Linked DNA regions of Zea mays: regions 1 and 3 are each linked to region 2. Evidence: chromatin contacts called from public Hi-C data. All regions are on one chromosome and are shown on one strand. Each heading gives the region's core, a stretch centred on a gene start, on an enhancer-like site or on the middle of the called end of the contact. The rest is flanking DNA. Distances are from core to core; before and after follow the strand shown.

Region 1 (4,374 bases), core at 515-3,014, 540 kb before region 2:
CCCGGCAATGTTCACCTTCGTTTCTATATGCTGTTGTGATGAAGGTTAACATCTTTGTCTTCGTCCTCATCCTGTTCCGAAGGTATGCGATACCGAAGTTCTTGCAACACTTAAAAACATACTAACGACCGGTAGTTAAGTGTGTTTTTAAGGACCTTCCAGAGACGAAGGCCCCCAATAGCTCGATCAGAAGCCACCTCTATAGATGCCTCTATAGTGATGGCTTGATTGACATAACACTATATAGACGCTCCTGATTGAACTTCCTTTGCCAAAAATAAGGTGTGTCGCTATAAATTAATCTGATAGTAGTGAAGGTTTAAAGAAAAAATGTATCAAAGTTCAAGAGACATATGTTATAGTTCCGAGAATTTTGCTCTAAATTTAATAGGGGATAAGAGAGATAGAGTGATGAATAATATTAAGAATAAATTTGACATCAGGAGGAAATAAAAAAAAACAAAATGGCTATATAAGCAAAAAAAAAGGACAATAATGCCATACTGGTGTAGGAGGCAATAAAAAACTATTGGAAATTAAAAGAGAAAATGCTACACGGTTACGGATTTTTTTTAAAAGAATAAAGATGTACAGTAGAAAGAGAACAAGTAAATAAAAACTGAATATTAATAAACAGGAAACAGAGAAAGAGAAGACCTAAAGAAGAACCCACAGCCTATACGGAGCCATATATACACTGAGGCTCTATTTGATACAATGTAATGATAGAGTTTTAGAAAAATATTAGCATGATTTTGTAAAATGCTTTGGTTTTAGAGGCTCTATATGGTTTCCTAACACGACGACGTACAAACAAGGCTAAACGCACACGCACGTTGACTGGATCGAATACGGCTGTCTCGACCCGTTCTACGTTACACACGGTCGGTTTTGCCCGGTCGTCGCAGCAGCAACAGATTAAAGGACGGCGCGCCGGCCTGTGTGGTCTCCAGTCTACGTATACTGTGCGACCTGGGAATAATATTGTAGGCGATGTCAACGTGTGCTTTATATCAAGGGGGACTGTGGGCATATATATAGCTAGGATGCCAACATTATATTAATTTGAATAAGAAGTCATTAACTATAAACTAATTCAAATCAAGTATTTTTATTAGGGGCTAATTAAACTAAATAAAAATGAATAGGGCAATCCATGCAACTGGACGGAGAGTACGTATGATTAAAATTTAAACGTGCCGATCACATGAAAACAAGTAAATATGTTCTAGGAAAAAGAGAGAGAATATGTATCCTTTGTGTCAATATTTTTAGTTGACTTTTTTTTTCGTTCTAAATATATACCTAATATATAAGAATATAGAGGTAGAAAGTTTGAGATCGTCCTAAGCTAGCTAGCTATATATGTATCCTTTGTGTCAAAATAAGGTGAAGTGGTGGATAGATATTCAAATTTCAAAGAGAGAGAATATGCATATGCATGTGTCACTGGCCCTCTCAATTAATTAAATAAATAATTAAAGCAGAATAATATCCAGCTCTTCCAACAAGAGCTTCATTCAAAAAAGAGTCCACGGGCGCGCGTACTTTGTGATTTCTATCATCCTCTCGTCAACATATTCGATACACAAGTGGGTTCCCATGATTTGCACCATTATATTATGCATGCCGCACACAATGTACTATATTATAAATACCACACCTGCGCACTGTGCAGCTCGATCGTACATGCAAGCAGATCAGTAGCACGCACATATATACAGAAAACGTCACAGTGCAACCGACGTACTACTGAAAATAAAATGGCCAACGATTCCTTGGTCACAGCTCGTGTCATAGGAGATGTCCTGGACCCCTTCTACAGCTCCATTGATCTGATGGTGCTGTTCAACGGTTTGCCTATTGTTAGTGGCGTGGAGCTGCGTCCTCCCGCGGTCTCCGAGAGACCCAGGGTCGAGATCGGAGGAGATGATTATCGCGTTGCATGTACTCTGGTAAGCTCGTCGATCGATCTAGCTGCATGCATGCTCATTAATTAATTAATTTATTTATTTATTTATACTACAGGTGATGGTCGATCCAGATGCCCCGAACCCAAGCAACCCGACCCTGAGGGAGTACCTGCACTGGTGAGCGCGCGCATGCATGCATGCAGCCCTATAGGCATAGCTTCCGGCCGTTATTAATTGGCTTGTTGTTGCCCCACTGCACGTACCGTACGTAACACGTACACGGTACACGCAGCTGTGTTTGCTGGAAACGTGTCGGTGCATGCATGGCCTGGCCTGTGGCGCGCGCACGATTTAGAGTTGCATGCATGCAGCACGCGTGTCGTCACTGCGACTGCAAGTGGGGCGCGGGGCACATAAAACATAAGCTGATTACGTGTGCAACTTGTATATGTATATATAGCTAGATCATCAAGTGATAACCCTTTTAATTTGGTCGGTTCGTGTGTCCATGCATGCAGGATGGTGACTGACATCCCAGCGTCCACCGATGATACACACGGTAAGTAGTATATACTATACACGTCCTGTTCTGAGCTGTGCATTGCATGTATTCAACATCCTGCACACGCGGCGGGTGCGTCGGTTTCGATCCCTGCATGGTTTCTATCTATATAGATCAACAATTTGTATATATTATCCAAGTCACAACCATAAGCTTATATATACTCTTGTATGTATTTCTAACTGCATGCAGGTCGGGAGGTGATGTGCTACGAGGCCCCTAATCCGACGACGGGCATCCACCGCATGGTGCTGGTGCTGTTCCGGCAGCTGGGGCGGGAGACGGTGTACGCGCCATCCAGGCGCCACAACTTCAGCACGCGCGCCTTCGCCCGCCGCTACAACCTCGGCGCGCCCGTCGCAGCCATGTACTTCAACTGCCAGCGCCAGAACGGCTCCGGCGGACGGAGGTTCACCGGGCCCTACACCGGCGGCAGACGTGGTGGTGCTTGATGACGATGCATCATTGCCGGCGGCCCGGCCGATCGACAGAGTATAATTAAGCTTACTAATTGTACGCAGCAGTTGAAGTACGTTGTGCGTCCATGGGCCGGCCGGGTGACAACATCATATCGTCTCTCTACAGCTTATGAGATAAGACGAATATACGGCACTATATATCTTATATACTACATACGTACAAATGAATAAAGTAGGATGCATGCTATTATCATAAATATGTAAGGTGTGACTATCTGAATATCGTACATACTACTGCAGTGTGATTATCCGTCCTTGGGGACTTGTTCTCAAATGCTATGAATTAAGAACAAGGCAACACAAAATGTTAAATGTTAATATCCTTCGTCCTTCGAAGCATTATTTCCCTAAGGACATAATAATTTTTAGACGAAGGTTATAAAGGACATACCTTCATAAGCATAAAATATAATAATGAGAAAGGAATCATATGAAACATATAAGTTAACATAAACGGTTATGTATTATTGACAACCCATTTCTATTTTATTATGATGACAGAATAGAAATGATATCAAATTACAAATGTACCTTCGACTCGTGAGAAGGTAAAAGTACAAGTGTGACGCAAAAGTCAATGCCAAATCAGCGTGAACAGTACGGGAATACTGCTCATCTATTTATAGGCACGGGTCGTAGCCCATGCAAAATTACATTAATGCCCTTTACATTTATCAATGAACTTATAGTAATTCTTCGAGGTCTAGTTTGGCTTTTCATCTTTAAGTCGGTTTCCCCTTCCCGTCATGATGCCGAAGCTCTTCCACATATCGCTTCGTGATCGTCTCCGTCCCAGTTAAGCTTCGTCTTGACCATGCTTCTGTATATCCGCAACCTGATTTCTTATTCCGAAGATACCTGCTCGCATACTTAGAAAGCATTGTCAAATTATGTTTTTGAGGACCTTCGGAAGCCGAAGGCCCCCAACAGTAGCCCCTCGCAATATTAATTTGCTGGAATAATAAATTTATATTGCGACATGGACGAAGGCTTCGAGCCGAAGGTCCAAAAAAACACCTTCCCTTTGCTAGAATAGCAACAGTCCTTGACAAGCGGGACCCTCTAGTTTTCGACATAATGAGTGTATAAATACAAGCTCGCCACAATTTATTTGGCACGCTCCCTTGCCATCTGTTTTGCCTGCTCAAATAGTTTTCTGCCCACAAATATTTTGTTGCCTCCCTAGTTTTAAGCTTCGGAAGTGAGAGGCAAGAATTCCGAAGAGATGTCTGAGGAGAAGAAGGTTGTTGCCGAAATGAAGCTGAGTCTTTCTGAAGAGATGCATCTGGGTTTTCTTCGATCTATGTCGAAGACTAATACAGAGAAGATCACTAAAGAAATTTTGGAAGGTTTATCTAAAGATACTGGTGACAGCGACAGCTATGATGCGGATAGTGGTGGCGAAGACTTCGAAGATCGA
Region 2 (3,970 bases), core at 935-3,434:
GAATTTCAGCTCAATCAGAGTCTGTTTGGATAAGTTTCGCATTTGAAAACTGAATTTTAAGCTGCTGAAAACAACACTAGATAGCGACACGGTTTTAGGCTGATTCAGACTTTTTGGAGTCTGATTTGTGATCTGTTTATTTTGTTGGTCTCATGTGAGTTCTAGGACCATTTTCAAAACATGAGATCACTAGTTGGTTGATGAGCTTTTGGTTTGAGCGACTTCATCTCCATTGAATTAAGTGCTCAATTTCACGTTTTGAGTAACAGAATTTGATTGGCTCCCATTCACTCCCTCTGGTCGCCTTTTTGATCTTTCAATTGGTATCGGAGCTAGTTAAGGATCTTTCCACCTTTATCGGTTTTAGATCCACTAAGGTGACATGGAACGAGGTGTTGACAAACCTCCGTTCTTCGATGGGATGAACTACCCATACTAGAAGATTTGGATGTCTACGTATCTGTAGAGTATCAGCTACCGAGTATGGGAGATTTGCCTTTTTGTTCAAATTATGGGACTCTATCTGAATTGGTTGCACCTCAAAACGACCCAACGCTACGGAGGGTTGGTTTTGCTGAGTTTGGGCCTCAAAACTTAGTGGTGCAGTTCCAACAGGAATCGGAGGAGGCACGTGGTGTCATCGTGAAGGGTGCGACGAGGCGAAGCAACTTCGTGTGGAGCGCGTGGCCGTTAGATGCATATTTTAGTAGTTGGTCCATTTTGTCCTGGTTAAGTGGATGAGCTCTATGTATCTAGGGGTAGTTTATACTAGTGAAATAACCCTCTATAAATAGGTGGGAGGGCTGTTGTGTGCAGCCATCTCTTTGGCTATTTCATTTGGCACTTGTTAGAAAACCCTACTTTCCATTTCCTAAGTTGCTCTAGTTCTTAGCCCGGAGATCCACAAGTGTTCTCGTGAACTCCACATCTGTGTAATTATGATTTTGAGAGGAAGGGTGACTATAACCATTCATGGTCCAATGTTTGTTTAGATCGTGTCTTGTTGATCTCACTGCAATTTTGAACCAGTTTCTACTCTCTAAATCCCTCTCTTTGGATTTTGTGAGAATTGTTGATTTCTTGAGTTAGGGATTGTTTTGGGGATTACCTTGGGGGTAAAGATCACTCTCTAGACCATTGTAATCATCTGGTTTGAGCAGTTTGTAGTCGTGATCCAATGTGAACTCGTTTTGAAAACCCCAACAGAACCCCGGTCTAGTCTGTGTTTTCTAAAATGTGTTTGATTTACAAATATGTTCGAGTTCAAATTTTATGAAGACCTTGGAAACTAATTTATCAAGGCGTGTGTAAAATTCTAGCTCAATCGAAGTCCGTTTGAATCAATTTCGCATTCGAAAACTAAATTTCGAGTTCCTGAAAACATCACTAGATAGCGACACAGTTTTGTGGCGCTTCGGACTTTTCGGTGTCCGATTTGAATTTGTTTGTTTTGTTGGTCTCGTGTGAGTCCTAAGAACATTTTCAAAACACGAGATCACTGGTTGGTTGATGAGCTTTTGATTTGGACTTCTTCATCTCCATTGAAGTTAAGTGCTCAAGTTCTAGTTTTAAGCAACATGATTTGATTGGCTCCCATTCACCTCTCTGGTCACCTTTTCGAACATATAAATAGAGATTGTTTTTTAAAATGTCATCCAATAGCTTATGTAAATGGTTATCCAAATATGACCATATTCTATTATGAGTTTTTCGCTAGCCAAAGATCGAAAACGCGTATGTCTCTAGAGTGCAAATAAAATATAGAAAAGTTGTTGGGGATTAAAAAAATACTCCATTCATCCTAAAATATTAGTCATTTTAGCTTTTAATTTTTATATCTACGTTTAAATTATATAAAACAAATACATTAATTACTGTATGAATTAACTAAAAAGTTAAAATAAATTTTATTTTGAAAGAAAGGAAGTAGAAAGTAATTTTTATGTAAATGACTCACTAAGTGATAATTTAGAAAGGCTTTTGGAGATACTCACGCCAATTTGAGGCCATCCTTGAAAATCAAAATCCAAATTAAAATTCAGATCGGAAGCCAATCCACGCATGACGTGGAACCTGAGCTGGAGCACGATGAGCCCACAGCCCCACACGCACGAGTTTCACTTTCGCACGACTCCAAAGCAGCAAAGGACGTCAATCAATGAGCAAATACATCGAATTGCGCGAAGGCAAAGCGTCCAAGCAACCACTTCTGCTCTGCATCCCGTCTGGGCCTCTGCATTTGCTTGGCTGCTGCTCCCTTCTCCCACCGACCAACTCGATCCCGCGCCATGGATCGCGCCGACCCCGCGCGGGGCCGCCTTGCCGTGCTCTCCTCCCACCTCCGTGGTGCAGGGGCCGAGGAGGCGGCGGGGCTGGAGAGGTCGCCGGTATCCGCGCCGGCGCCCGGGCCCCGCGCCGGCGCGCTTGCCGTGGTGGACGGGAGGACCGGGAAGCGGCACGAGGTCAAGGTCTCCGAAGACGGCACCGTGCGCGCCACCGACTTCAAGAAGGTACCGAGCAGCGAGCGCGGATTGACGGTCCCGGCGGTCGCGCCGTGCCGTGCCGTGATCCCCCGGGGTCTTGGCGTTCTAGCCTTCTAGGAGGCGCTTGCTATTGTCAATTGTCATGTTGGCTGTGTTGCTGCCGGAACATGCTGTGCGAATTGTCAATTTGTAGCAATCATGATTGATGACCAAAGATCGTTGAATTAGGTGCTGAATTTTTAGGTCTGCCTGGAGTGGATTGAAGGGGATTGGGATTTAATCTCCCTCAATCCTCTCCTGTCCCTATGCAACCAAACAATTCCTTTGCGATGATAGAAGGTCGTCTAGAAACAAAGATGGTTACCTTTCCCGAATATGCTGCAGATTACCACTGGAAAGGACGACAAGGGTCTTAAGATTTATGATCCTGGTTACCTTAACACTGCCCCTGTTCGCTCGTCCATCTGCTACATCGATGGAGATGAGGGAATCCTTCGCTATAGGGGTTATCCAATCGAAGAATTGGCTGAAAGCAGCTCGTTTGTTGAGGTGGCCTACCTTTTAAGTAAGTGATATCGACTTTGCTGTCCTTCTATTTATCATTGTAACCGATTGAAATTGTTTTGTGAACTTACATAATACATATTGTATTCAGTGTATGGGAACTTGCCTACTCAGAGTCAATTGGCAGGCTGGGAATTTGCTATTTCTCAGCATTCTGCTGTTCCCCAAGGACTGTTGGTATGCTTTATTATCAACTTTTCTTATCAAGACAGATTTTTGAGTTGGCATAGATTAAAATGTATATTTTGTAATTACTTTAATGTGTTCAGGATATCATACAATCAATGCCCCATGATGCTCACCCCATGGGTGTTCTTGCCAGTGCTATGAGCACCCTTTCTGTCTTTCATCCAGATGCAAACCCTGCTCTACAAGTAAGTACTGCCTATACGCACCAATCAAGACAGAGGATATTATTCAACTAGATCAACTTTCTGTGATACAATTAACCAGAAATTTCAACCCAGCCAGATCTTTAAATTTGAATTTAATATTTTGAACACATATTCTGCTCATGTAGGGTCAAGATCTTTATAAATCGAAGCAGGTGAGGGATAAACAAATTGTGCGAGTACTTGGGAAGGTATGCCTGGTTATCTAGTTCCTTTAGTTAATGCTATAATTCTAGCAAACAACTGGAGATCTTGCAAATTTAAAATGATGGTACCTTGATTTTTATATGCATTTGGCTTGTTCAGGCACCAACAATAGCAGCTGCTGCCTACTTGAGATTAGCAGGAAGACCTCCCGTCCTTCCTTTAAATACTCTATCTTATTCAGAGAACTTCTTGTACATGCTGGACTCTTTGTAAGTTGTTTCATATTGAATGCATGTTTCAACTATGCCATGTATGATTATTTCCATGCATTCAAATAAGCAAACAGTTCAACTGTGACTGTACATTGATTTATGTTTTCTAAGA
Region 3 (4,047 bases), core at 19-2,518, 630 kb before region 2:
GCATTCAAACATGACCTAAGTCCTATCAATCATAAAACCATTTTCATATTTTTATTACTTATATGCTAGCACTTGTTGGTTAGGGCACTAAAATTACTGGCCACTAAGATTAAACTATGACTTTTGGTCTACTCGGGTCTCACATCAATTCTGTTCAGTCACCCAGGTCCAAAGCAGAGACAAGTTCTGAGAAATGCAAGGAATAAAGTGAAAATACACTGTTGGGTAAATATTTGGAGTAATTCCAGCATTCTAGACAATCAACTATTGCAGATACCTTTATATGGTTTTTATTCAAACATGCACACAAGCTAGTGCAAAGATTATGGAGCAAGCCAACTAGCCAAGCAAGCAAATGAATCGGCTCCATCAACTGTGGATTTGAATAGGTCATTTTCTGTTTGATATCAGTTTCTTAACATCAACACCGAACTACAAAAGGATTTGTCTCAGTAAAATTAGAGGCCGTGACTTAACACACTAAAAGAGAAATCAGTAGTTACACACAGACACAGGGCACAGCATTTCAGCCCCAGGTAAGGAAACTAAGTATCATCTGCTGCAGAAAACTAGCATCATAAATCAACATAAATAATTTGCGTGTGTCCCCTCAGAAACAGCATTTGTAGCTAAAACCAACAGCTAGAACGTCTATGGATCTCAGCAGCTGAGCAAATTCTGCGCTCTTAAGTGTTCTCAAATACAACTTCGCACTAAAAAACCACACAGAAAACAGTCACAGGTCAAATTGCAGATAGTGAGCTCAAGTGCCCGCAAAACTACAACCCATCCGCCCTCATTTCCCCCTGATCGCCAAAATCGAAGCCTTACTATGCAAAACCTAACGATCAGTTGCACCAGCACTATGCATCAGGAGCGGATCCAATCGTTAGTAGGTTGGGCATGTATACACTTGTAATTAGACGAGATCCGAGTACAAAAACTCCCAATAGATTACGTTAGCTAGGGTTTGGGTGCTCGATTTCAAGGGGGGGGGGGGGGGGGGGGGGCAAAGGGGTGGGCATACCTGCAGGTGGTGCTCGTCGCGGGCGAAAGGCGAGGGCCTGACAAAGACCAGGATAAGGGGCAGACACCAAGGGACCGACGAAGACCTGGGCACCAGCGAGGAGGAGACGGTGGCAGCCGGCCAGTCGGTGCCACCAGAAAGCAAGGCCGCGCCGCGCGGGCGAGAGAGTGAGAGTTGGGCAAGGGAAGGAGGGAGAGCAGAGCGCGCGCACCCGGCGTGTAAACGTTCGTGAGAAGAGAATAGAAATGGTAGGCAATAGCGTCTTGCATCAAAGGAGTTGCGCCGTCCTTTTGTTTGGGCCGAGCTCGTACCAAGGCCCAGGTTTCTTATGGCAGGAGGCTGCAAGCGTATGATTAAAAAAAGTGGCAAAAAAATATGTAACCCAAAATTTGCAAGCATATTACGCCGCTGGTTAGATATAAAATTCAGAGCTGATTTGGTGACCAGTGATCACGGGAGATTGGAGTGGATTGAAGGGGAAATTAGTTCATTTCCCTCTCAATCCACTCCAATCCCTCCGTGATCCCCTTCTCACCAAATCAACCATCAGGCCTAGTTTGGATACTTTGGGATTAGAGTGTTTTGGAGGGATTGGAGAGGGTGTAAATCCCCAATAGATCAAATACTTTCTCAATACATCCCAATACACTACAATCTCACTCATTACTAGAGTACCCAAAATAGGCCTTAAGGTATGTGTTACGCACCTCTAACTTCAAAGAGAACGTATCGCATGCTGCGGTGAAAACGGATAGGAAAAATACTTATCCGGACCGTATACATATTTGTGGAGAAAAAACAGGAACATGACGAAAATGTGATAGTATATAGGAACGGGAACGAAAATGGTTTACGGGACGTGTAGATCTATTTATTTTTGGGAGAATTACATGCCGCACCACTGCATGGCACACGACCTCAGATTTCACCTTAGCAATGAAAATTCATCAGTTCTACCCTTGTATTCGGAGCAACGCATCAGAAAAAGCTCTCACCGTCAGTCGTTACCGTTTGCCGTCACCTGCAGTTGGGCCCCACACGCCAGATCCCCAAAATCCCCAATCGAACATAATCCATCCCAAAATTGCAGCATCCCTGCGCCGCCGCCCTAGGTTCTTGTCGCCGCTGGTGGTCACCGTCATCGTGGAGGCGCGCGGCGCTGCCCTTGTCGTGGCTCCAGACGCCCTCGGCCACGCGGCTGCTCCTCGCCCCTCCCTCCAACTCTCAGGCTGCGGAGCCCGGTAGACATTGCCGCTGGTGGTCGCCGTGGAGGCGCACGACACTGCCCTTGCCATGGCTCCAGACGCCCTCGGCCACGCGGTCGCCGTCCCAGTCGTCGTCACCTCCAGAGTGCTTCGGGAATCGCTGCTGCTCACCGGTAAACATTGCCGCTAGTCGCCGTCCCCTATAGAAGCACTCGGGAGTCGCCGCTGATCACCTTGGCCTGCAAGGCACGCGGCGCAGCTGCTCCTGTCGTGGCCCTCGGGACGAGCCGCTGCTCACCTTGGCATGCGAGGCGCGCGGCGCAGCTGCTCTCAAGAAGCTGCCCCGCGGAGCTCGCTCGTCGACCACGCGACGCTGCCTCTTTGTGAACCATGTCTACACGAACTTTCACGAAATCCCATGAAATTTAGTGTATACTTTACTGGATGTTGAAATTACCCATGAAATCCAACAAGGTCCATTCTTGAAGATGAAGAGCAAGAGATACCTTTCAGAGCTAGGGAGGGGAGATCCACGCGCTGCTAATCCGACGCCCTCGCCCTCCGCGCGGAGAGGCTGCCAGATCCACGGCGGGGCTACTCCAGACCTCGCCCGGCGCGGACAGCCGATCTGCCAACGGCGGGGTTGAGGACGGCTGAGGACGGCGAGTGACGACGGGACGCGTTGCGAGGACGCGCACTGAGCGAGGGAGGGGGGCACTGAAAGGGGATTAGGCTTACACCTAGTTCCTAAATAATTTTGGTGGTTGAATTGCCCAACACAAATCTTTGAACTAACTAGTTTGCTCGAGTGTATAAGTTATACAGGTGTCAAAGGTTCACACTTAGCCAATAAAAAGACCAAGTGTTGGGTTCAACAAAAATGCAAAGGAGCAACCGAAGGCACCTCTGGTCTGGCGCACCGGACTATCCGGTGTGCCACCGGACATGTCCGGTGCACCAGAGGACTCAGGTTCCAAGCTCGTCACCTTCGGGAATTTCCAGAGGCACTCGCGCTATAATTCACCGGACTGTCCGGTGTGCACCGGACATGTCCGGTGCTCCATGGAAGAACGGCCCCCCGGAACTCGCCAGCCTCGGGTTTTCATTCCAGCCGCTCCGCTATAATTCACCGGACTGTCCGGTGTGCACCGGACTGTCCGGTGCATCTGCGGAGCAACGGCTACTTCAGGCGCCAACGGCTACCTGCACCGCATTTATTGCGCGCCAGCGCGCGCAGGGGTCAGGGACGCCCATGCTGGCGCACCGGACACTCTACAGTACATGTCCGGTGCGCCACCGGACATTAAGGCGAGCCCAGAAGTCAGAACTCCAACGGTCGATTTCCAACGGCACTGATGACGTGGCGGGGGCACCGGACTGTCCGGTGTGCACCGGACTGTCCGGTGCGCCATCGAACAGACAGCCCTGCCAACAGTCAAGTTTGGTGGTTGGGGCTATAAATACCCCAACCACCCCACCATTCATTGCATCCAAGTCTTCCAACTTCCAACCACTATACAAGAGCTAGCATTCATTGCAAAGCACACCAAAAGAGATCAAATCCTCTCCCAACTCCACACAAAGCCCTAGTGACTAGAGAGAGTGATTTGTTGTGTTCATTTGAGCTCTTGCGCTTGGATCGCTTCCTTTTCTTTGGCATTCTTTCTTGTGATCAAACACTCACTTGTAATTGAGGCAAGAGACACCAATCGTGTGGTGGTCCTTGCGGGAAGTTTGATTCCCAAGTGATTTGAGAAAGAGAAGCTCACTCGGTCCGAGGGACCGATTGAGAGAGGGAAGGGTTGAAAGAGACCC

Evidence for each region. Hi-C and Micro-C count contacts between places; a contact is called where the count stands out from the background.
Region 1: a Hi-C map of ear shows a contact between it and region 2, with 1.9 times the contacts expected there. The contact joins the promoter of LOC103628561 here to the promoter of LOC100275174 in region 2. A contact is called at or near these places in 2 of 25 Hi-C or Micro-C datasets (ear and tassel).
Region 3: a contact with region 2 is called in a Hi-C map of tassel, with 2.7 times the contacts expected there. The contact joins the promoter of LOC100285664 here to the promoter of LOC100275174 in region 2. A contact is called at or near these places in 3 of 25 Hi-C or Micro-C datasets (endosperm, leaf and tassel).

Annotation. Positions count from the first base shown.
Region 1 is chr5:153,030,666-153,035,039 of Zm-B73-REFERENCE-NAM-5.0, reverse strand. LOC103628561 (protein FLOWERING LOCUS T) reads left to right here and starts at 1,764. Exons shown (of 4, transcript XM_008648737.1): 1 at 1,764-1,955; 2 at 2,029-2,090; 3 at 2,432-2,472; 4 at 2,668-2,927. The coding sequence starts at 1,764. The coding sequence ends at 2,927.
Region 2 is chr5:152,490,324-152,494,293 of Zm-B73-REFERENCE-NAM-5.0, reverse strand. LOC100275174 reads left to right here and starts at 2,184. Exons shown (of 13, transcript NM_001353653.1): 1 at 2,184-2,510; 2 at 2,868-3,048; 3 at 3,139-3,224; 4 at 3,317-3,421; 5 at 3,568-3,630; 6 at 3,746-3,855. The coding sequence starts at 2,289.
Region 3 is chr5:153,120,263-153,124,309 of Zm-B73-REFERENCE-NAM-5.0, reverse strand. It overlaps LOC100285664, which reads right to left and starts at 1,268. Exons shown (of 9, transcript NM_001413723.1): 1 at 1,028-1,268.